3 separate regions of the Mus musculus genome follow, and regions 1 and 3 are each linked to region 2. The links are chromatin contacts, called in public promoter capture Hi-C maps. All regions are on one chromosome and are shown on one strand. The core of a region is the stretch at or near the end of the contact, and the rest is flanking DNA. Distances in the headings are between cores, read along the strand shown. Region 1 overlaps Ckap5 (cytoskeleton associated protein 5). Region 2 holds the start of Fnbp4 (formin binding protein 4). Region 3 holds the start of Arfgap2 (ADP-ribosylation factor GTPase activating protein 2).

The links. Promoter capture Hi-C pulls out the DNA fragments that hold promoters and counts their contacts. Capture Hi-C pulls out chosen DNA fragments and counts their contacts.
Region 1: a promoter capture Hi-C map of cranial neural crest shows a contact between it and region 2. The contact joins the enhancer-like site here to the promoter of Fnbp4 in region 2. A contact is called at or near these places in 9 of 39 promoter capture datasets (the C10 cell line, cranial neural crest, frontonasal cranial neural crest and 6 more), 5 of 484 Hi-C or Micro-C datasets (embryonic stem cells, extraembryonic endoderm stem cells, germinal center B cells and 2 more), 7 of 115 datasets of contacts at active chromatin or transcription factors (astrocytes, bone marrow-derived macrophages, embryonic forebrain and 3 more) and 3 of 9 other capture datasets (adipose tissue, liver and macrophages).
Region 3: a contact with region 2 is called in a promoter capture Hi-C map of adipose tissue, with 3 times the contacts expected there. The contact joins the promoter of Arfgap2 here to the promoter of Fnbp4 in region 2. A contact is called at or near these places in 8 of 39 promoter capture datasets (cranial neural crest, erythroid cells, fetal liver and 5 more), 1 of 484 Hi-C or Micro-C datasets (CD4 T cells), 1 of 115 datasets of contacts at active chromatin or transcription factors (memory CD8 T cells) and 2 of 9 other capture datasets (adipose tissue and liver).

The regions. Positions count from the first base shown.
Region 1 is chr2:91,585,093-91,587,792 of GRCm38.p6, forward strand. It overlaps Ckap5 (cytoskeleton associated protein 5), which reads left to right. Exons shown (of 44, transcript NM_001165989.2): 25 at 630-824; 26 at 1,146-1,281. Among named protein-coding and RNA genes, the nearest start is that of Snord67, 9.6 kb to the right of the region's middle. Within about 2 kb of position 1,334, at least 1 of the 459 cell types and tissues checked has an H3K27ac peak or open chromatin away from gene starts, as enhancers often do.
Region 2 is chr2:90,744,149-90,746,852 of GRCm38.p6, forward strand. Fnbp4 (formin binding protein 4) reads left to right here and starts at 1,410. Exons shown (of 17, transcript NM_018828.3): 1 at 1,410-1,678; 2 at 2,548-2,640. The coding sequence starts at 1,450.
Region 3 is chr2:91,263,633-91,266,612 of GRCm38.p6, forward strand. Arfgap2 (ADP-ribosylation factor GTPase activating protein 2) reads left to right here and starts at 1,483. Exons shown (of 16, transcript NM_023854.2): 1 at 1,483-1,772; 2 at 1,940-2,058; 3 at 2,594-2,666. The coding sequence starts at 1,701. It overlaps Pacsin3 (protein kinase C and casein kinase substrate in neurons 3), which reads left to right. Exons shown (of 11, transcript NM_001289678.1): 10 at 133-254; 11 at 559-1,048. The coding sequence ends at 674.

The DNA.
Region 1 (2,700 bases), core at 84-2,583, 840 kb after region 2:
CAGAGGAAGTTTAGGACAGCCATGGCTACAAAGAGAAATCATGCCTTTTTTTAAAAGTTCAAGGTACAGTGGTACACATCTATAGTCCCATTGCAAGTGAGGCAGAGGCAGGGCTATCAGAGGTTTCAGGACAGGGAAGACTGGAGATACTGTCTCACAATTTAAAAATAATAATTAAAAATGAAATGCAAGGTCATCTTTGGCTACTTAGGAGTTAGAAGCTAACCTGGGGCTCCATCTCAAAGAAACAAAACTAAAAACCAGAACCAGAAGATGGCTCAGTGAATAGAATACTTACTCTCAAACTTTGATGACTGGAGTTTGATCCCTGGTTTTCATAACTTGAAGGAATGAAGGGACCCCACAGATCATCTGCTAACCACATAGACACACCCATCTCCAAATAATAATTGTAAAAAAAAAATCTAATCTAAGGGTAGAAGTATAGCCCAGGATGGAATGTGTGCATTGTATGCACAGGCTCTGGGCTCCAGTCCTCATGCTGAAGGAAAAACAGTGTTTGAGACTAGTAAACAATCAGTAAGTCTGACATCAATAATAGTAATTACCCACTTAAAATACTTGACTAGTCTTTTTTTTTTTTTTTTTTTTTTTTTTCCTTTTGGCAGCTTCTGGGATGGCTGGCAGAGAAACTACCTACACTCCGTTCCACTCCTACAGATCTTATCCTTTGTGTTCCTCATCTGTATTCCTGTCTAGAAGATCGAAATGGAGATGTACGGAAGAAGGCCCAAGATGCTTTGCCATTCTTTATGATGCATTTAGGATATGAAAAAATGGCTAAGGCTACTGGGAAACTAAAGGTACTAGTTCTTCTTGATAAGTAGTGTTAAAAGGTATTAGGAAAATACTAGACATTAATTTATTGTAGGCAAAAAATGCCACCTACCATGTTTTAGCAGTATAGTCTGGTGACATACAGTAGTGCAAATTATTACCTTCTAGAATGGTGGTTACTCAAATGTGACTTCATAATGTATGTTACTTCTTTTGTGCTTTGTGCTGCCTCCTTTACTTCATTGGTGAATCAAAAGTAGGAGCGCAAGCATTTTAGTAGCAGACTTGTAGTAATCTCAGTATGAATGTATTGTTTATGTCAACTTTGATTTGCTTTGTCCTTATAGCCAACTTCTAAAGATCAAGTACTGGCCATGCTAGAAAAGGCCAAAGCTAACATGCCATCCAAGCCTGCTGCACCTGCTAAGGCCATGTCCAAACCAATGGGAGGGTCGGCTCCAGCCAAAACCCAGCCTATACCAGGTAACAACTTTGACAATGACCTGAAGGAACTCACAGTACAGCCAGCCTGATAACCTTTTCATTTCATTTCCTCATCTTTTCCTGCAAACATTTGCCAAGTACTCATGTCAGAGTATGTACTAAAGGTGTGATAATTATTTATTTTTTTATGCCACAAAGATGTTGTAATTCAAATACTGCTTTCAAGAATTATTCCATGCTGTTTTTAAGGTTTCCACAGCTACTTTCTATCATTGAACATTCTAGTTAGAAGAGGAGTTGGTAACATCTAGCTTAATCTACTTTAACAACATAAAACCAGGGAGGTTAGTGATTTTTTTTTTTTTACAAGGTAAAATAGCCAGTACTTGAACCTGCCTGAGATTCTGCTTAGTAACGTGACTGCATAACACTGATAACACTTAGGGCTCATGCTGAGCTCTTAACCCACCACTGACCTATATCTGAACCCCTACATTTTTTTTAAAATAAAAAAACTACCTGATAATCCTGATATTAAAAGTCAGTAATAGCTTGGCAGTGGTTGTGCATTCAGCACTTGAGAGGCAAAGACAGGTGGATCTCTGAGTGTAAGGCCAGCCTGGTCTACAGAGTGAATTCCAGTACTGCCAGGGCTACATAGTGAGACCCTGCCTTTGGGTTTGGGGTGGGCAATAATATATAATCTATAGCCACTTGAATTCTAGACTTCTTGCTTTATCAAAGCAATTTTCTTCTGGTTAATGGTATAGAACTTGCTATGAAGTTAGAAATTTTACATTATCTAACACTTGTATCCAGGTGTATACTCAGATTTAATATTTATTGGAATCTTATTTAGAAGTTAATTTCAGTGACAGCCCCTACCTTTAGAGAAGTATTAATGTGACAAAAAGTACTGTTACCTGTTTAAATATTGTTAAACAAGAGGTAGACTCTTTATGAACTAATTTTGTAACATTGTGTTTAAAAAGAATTTTTGTTTCAAAAAGAGATTTGCTTACCTCTGCTTCCTGAATGCTGGGATTAAAGGCATACACCACCACTGCCCAGCTTTTAAATTCCTTTGAATCTATATATAACCCTTGACTGTTCTGAAACTCAGTATGTAGATCAGACTGACCTAGACCTCAGAGAGATCTGCCTACCTCTCTGCTCCTCAGTGCTGGGCCTGAAGGTGTGTGCCACCACACCCAGCAAAATGTCTTTTTCTGATATGAAAAGTCAATGGCCAATAATATACAATTCAACGCTTTATTTGTGCCAGGATGATAAATTAGGATATATTTCATGAAAAAAATCGAAAGTAGGAGATATACATTAGAATACAAGAAAATATTGCTAGTTAAACTAGAGTAATATATTCCTTAGAGATAGAAAGGACAAAGCTAAGTGCTAGATCAAGGAAATGGTTTAAAAGACACACAGACACGTTTCGTA
Region 2 (2,704 bases), core at 160-2,659:
TTTATTAATTTATTGTTATTATTGTTATCTTTGAGACAAGATCTCACTTTGTAAGCTCTGGTAATATGCATACCTGGCTAGACTCACTTGAAATCTTCCTACCTCTGTCTCCACTGAAATTATAGACATGAACCATGACAACTACTTCCAGTGTTATTAGAACACTTCAGTAGCTCTCCAGGAGTACAGTGCACCATCTTTAGGCATTATTTCTCATCTTCTGGCCTGCTGTCATTAGTCTAGAAGCAATCAGGGATGGGTGGAAGGAGTGGGTCCTGGAGAAAATCAGCATTATCTTGCGTGGTAACTATCTCTGGGGAGAACATTAATGACTCAGGATGTCACCTGACTCTAGGAATGGGGAACAAGGAAGACTCAAAATGTAAAGAGCTCAGCCTCAAGGTGGAGGAGTTGGAGGTAGGGCAAAAAAGTAGTGTTTACAGAAGTAGGATGAGGTAAGGCTTCGGTATCCCATATGAACAGTTTGACTGTTTCCAAGGTCCAGTCATTTTCCCTACTAATCACGTCGTATTTCGTTTTAAAGAGCCTACTGGGGCTGGAGAAATGGCTCAGCGGTTAAGAGCACTGACTGCTCTTCCAAAGGTCCTGAGTTCAAATCCGAGCAACTACATGGTGGCTCACAACCATCTGTAATGAGATCTGATACCCTCTTGTGTATCACAGCTACAGTTTACTTACATTTAATAAATAAATAAACCTTTGGGTTGGGGCGAGCGGGGCTGGAGCAAGAAAGTGGGGAGAGAGCCTACCGTAAACCCATCACTTGGGAAGCAGAGGCAGGCGGATTTCTGAGTTCCAGGCCAGCCTGGTCTACAAAGTGAGTTCCAGGACAACCAGGGCTACACAGAGAAACCCTGTCTCGAAAATCAAAAACAAAACCAAAACAAAACAGAAAAAGCCTACCGATGTATAAACACCCAGCATCATCATTGTTTAATACTATACCCCAAAGAAGCTACAATAACCAAGAGAACTTGCAGAAGGGTGCAATGTATCTTTATCTTCCTCAAAGACAAACAGCAATAAGCAGCTGAAAATAGCTACAAGATGGCGGACAAAGCCCTAAAGAAAAGACTTGGCTAACAGCGCATGGTGCAACCCCAGTCTAAGGAAGTCGCACACACCGCGGGCCCTTCCGCACTATTGGCGCGAAGTCCTGTCTTTTCCCTTTGCTATTGGCTACCGAGTCCGTCTCAAGTCAAAACAGCCAATCGCCTTTTCCCTGAACAAAGCCCACCCACCATGGATGGAGCGGAACGTGCGTAAAAGCACCGGGGCGCAGGCCGCATGCGCAAGTGCACCGCGCCGGTTAAAAGCGGATCTCCTCGGGAGGCGGTGCCACGGTTCATGAATATTGATTACGCACCGGGGCGCTGTGCGCCCGCCCCACTAATCTGCCGTCGTTCGCTGCTCGCGCTCCGGCTCATGATGGGGAAGAAGTCCCGGGCGGTACCCGGCCGCAGGCCTATCCTGCAGCTCTCTCCACCGGGTCCTCGGAGCAGCACCCCGGGCCGGGATCCCGACCCCGATCCGGATCCCGAGGCAGATTCGACTGCGGCGGCGACAAGCCAGTCAGCGCCGGCAGCAGCGACGGCGGCGGCCGCGACGTCGCCCGCGGTGCCTGCCTCCGCTGCCCCAGAGGACTCGCCTTCAGAAGGTAAGGGCGCGCGAGAGGAGCCCTGCTTTTATTTGGGACGTCTGAAACTCGAGCACGGGGCTTGCGGCCTAGGTTCCCGGGTGTCTCTTCGGACCCGGTGAAGAAGAGAAACCCTGGCGGGCGAGGTACACCTCGGCTGCCAGCGATCTGGGGCCCGCGGGACGGCGGTCGGGGACTCTGGGAGGCGGAAGGCCGGGCCCGGACTCATCTGAGGCGCCTTTGCGGTGCAGGGGTTTCTCCCCGGAACCTGTGCCGTCCACCGAGGCTTGGGACCCCAAATGTCTCCTAGATGACTCCCTTCGATCTTAATAACGCAGAAGGTGGAGGGCAATTTCCACGTGCGAGCCTTGAGGCGGTTGAACCTGGCCTTCTCTACTTGTCACGCTTGGTTTCGTTTTTGTTGAAATGGAGACACCACTCTTTAGAAGTGAACAAACCCATATTTTTTTCTTATGCTAGACAAAGCATCGGTAACCCCAGACTTAAGGGAAAGTGACAAAACCTGTGTGTGGGCTTTTCTGGAATTGTGTTTGGGTTTAGGGTAACAATTGCATGGAGTAGATGCCGGAGAAGCTATACTGTATCAAACATTAAGAATCAGATTAATAGGATGTACATAACGTGTGGAAACGTGCAGAAGTATTTATGCATGTTAATTGTTAAGTATTGCAGGTGCCATTTTCATAGTGTTCACGTTCTTACTGTCGCTACCACTAAATGAATGGAAGGGTAGATCAGCTTGTTTTTTGTCTTCTTAGTTTGCATCAGTGATACACGCTGGTTTTATAAGTTGATTCAGGCTGAAGGTCAAGCTTTGGACCCTGGCCCACTGACTGACTGCAGCTTCCTTTTGTGCATTCCAAATACAGATGAACAAGAAGTGGTGGTGGAGGTCCCCAACGTTGTTCAGAACCCTCCAACACCAGTCATGACCACCAGACCGACAGCCGTCAAGGCAACAGGTAGAGATTTTTGTTGTTGTTTTTGCCTTTCCCTTAAAATATCTTTTATTAAGTTGAAAGATAA
Region 3 (2,980 bases), core at 233-2,732, 520 kb after region 2:
GTGAGTGGCAGCAGGATGGCTGTTCACTTGGCTCCTCCCTGCCCGCCGCCAAGCAGCCAAGCCCTTTGTCTTGAGTACTGGATACAGTGGGTCTTGTGCCCTGAGTTGTGCCCCTTGTGTTCCCCTCTCTAGTAGCGGGCAGGACGAGGACTGGTCAGATGAGGAGAGTCCCCGGAAAGTTGCCACTGGGGTGAGGGTACGGGCGCTTTATGACTATGCTGGCCAGGAGGCTGATGAGCTGAGCTTCCGAGCAGGTATGCTGGGCCCTTTCATGGTCCTTCCCACTTCAGCCCCCGTCCTACTTGCTAGAGCAGGGCTGTAGACGAAGAAAGCCAGGGACTCCATCCTCACAGGCTGCTCAGGGTCCAGCTGCAGCCTGACAGTTGCCTCCCTGGGGTCTAAGGTTGGGTGGCTTTTCCTGGCTGTGTCCTATCCTGGTCTGAGTTGGGTATCCTCCAGTTTGTCGGCCCTTGTGCTATTCCATCCCCCAGTCCATGACCTAGTTTTGAGACCAGTAAAGCCAGTGCTTTGGGCAATGACTGTTTTGTCTTTCTTCAGGGGAAGAGTTGCTGAAGATGAGCGAGGAGGATGAGCAGGGCTGGTGCCAGGGCCAGCTGCAGAGTGGCCGCATTGGTCTGTACCCTGCCAATTACGTAGAATGTGTGGGCGCCTGAGTGCCCTGACAGCCCTACCAAGGCGTCTCTCTGACCTGGGCCAGAGCTTAACCCTTCCTGGACTGCTGGACCTGAAGGCCCTGAACCATGTGCTGCTGCTGTCTCTCTTTTCCCACAGGAGGAAGTCTCAGGGCCCATGAAGGGCAGGGGTCTGTGTCTAGAGTTGGAGGTTGGAATGATGGAGGGTCGAGAGGTGCCCGAGCCTCCTCGGGAACATTTGGGTCATCCCAGAGTGGGAGGATCCAGCTCCTAAACTGTTTAGGAGTTCCTGGGGTGAGGTTGGGGAGAATGTAGTTTGAGGCTGGCAGCACCTTCTTTTGTGACTTGTAGTGTGCATTAAATTTGATTAAGAATAAAAACCCCATCAAGTGTTGTGAGCGTCTTTTGATAGCCTACTCTTGCTGGTGGGAGGCACGGGGTCGGCCCGTGGGCGTGCCATGTGTTATGGAACTGGGATTGGGCAGGCAGTTGCCTCCTGGTATCTGCCCCGGAATTTCAGGAGTGCAATCTGGACTGGAAGGGACTTGGTGATCAAGGTTGTTGTGTGCTGGCCTCTGCTCTAGGCCAGTTGCTGGATTGTGAGCTGAGCTGGAGCCCTGCCAATGCCTTCCGGATGGGGCTATGAGCACTTGGGAGATTGTTAATCATTACTCGTCCATCACAGAGTCTGTTACCATGGCTCTCTGCCTGACGCCTACAGCCAGTGGTCGAGCGGTACGTAGGGTACCCGGGTCCAGCAGGAACTCGTGAGGAAGTTTGGGCCAGTCCACGAGCCGTCGCCCGCTCGGGCTGCGGATTGGCCAGGCGCAGCGCGGCGTTCACTCTCAGGCCCGTGGTGGAGCTCCCGGCTGCTAACGTCATGTTTCAGCCCCGCCCGACGTTCATTGGCCCAGATCTGGTCGAATCACTCCACTCGTAGGCGGGTCGGGGCCCTGTCGTGACCGGCGCGGTGAGCCTGCCTTCGCCGCCGAGGATTGGCCCGCGCCGGGACCTGTCGGTCGCGGTTGTGTCTGGGAAGGAGAGAAAATGGCGGCGAGCCCGAGCAAGACCGAAATCCAGACTATTTTTAAGAGACTTCGCGCAATTCCCACCAACAAGGTGCTTGAGCGGGCGGGGTACGGGTCCTGACGCCGGCGGAGAAGACGTCTCTTGTCCCCTGGGGTCTGAGGGAGGGCGAGGACGGAGGTTGGAGGCTTTCTTGTGGTTTCTAGCGCCGGGCCTCGACTCTGGGCCCTAACCGTTCGCTTGTCGTCTTTTCCACTTAGGCCTGTTTCGATTGTGGCGCCAAGAGTCCTAGTTGGGCCAGCATCACTTACGGTGTATTTTTGTGTATTGACTGCTCCGGAGTGCATCGCTCCTTGGGTGTCCATCTCAGCTTTATCAGGTAGGTTCTGTGTGAGGGTGCTGTGCCTCCACGGGGGCTGTGTGCGTGGTCAGCGACGGGGAGAGGGCGCCTGGACTTGGACCTTCCTGAATTTGATGTTTGGATTTCTCCTGGCGGGAGTTCTGGTAGCCTACAGCGGGGGCTTGCGGGCGGAGGGCGGCGGGGGGTTCCACCTCTGTAGACTTCTCTCTTCACAGTTAACATGGTACTCAGCATCAGTTTGGGGGAGAGCTTAGATGCATTGACCTTGTTATTGCAGAAAGATTGGCCCAGTAGGTCTCCAGTGCGACTTTGACCAAACTTTAAGAAGAGCCAAACCCGTGCCTGCATTTCTCAGAAGTCGACCTCCTTTCGGATCTCCTTTTCAGAAATAATTAGTACCCTTTGGATTAGGCGAAGCGCAATGATTTCAAATACAGGGGAGAGAGGAGGAAATGGGACAGTGACTGATGGTTCCTGGACACCCACAGAAGCCTGAGGCCGAATGACAGGTTTAGTCTTGATAGGGAAGGTGACACTCAGCCCTTGTACACAGGTCCACAGAGTTGGATTCGAACTGGAGCTGGTTGCAGCTGAGGTGTATGCAGGTCGGCGGGAATGCCAATGCGGTAACGTTCCTTTACCTTCTTCCACCCCCATCCTTCTGCCTGGGTATTTAACTTTTCCTTGATTTCTCAAAGTGAGTTTGGTTTCTCTGTTCCGAGAGTTTGCAGCTCTGGAACATGCCACACACTTTTCTAAATTCAGAAAAATTTAAACAGCTTCTTTCAAAGAGGCTTAATGAAATACAAACTGGGGGGGGGGGCTTGGGGGACTTTTGGGATAGCATTTGAAATGTAAATGAAGAAAATACCTAATTAAAAGAAAAAAAAAAGGAAATACAAACTGAACTAGACAGGTGCTCTCTGGCAGTAGCAGTGTC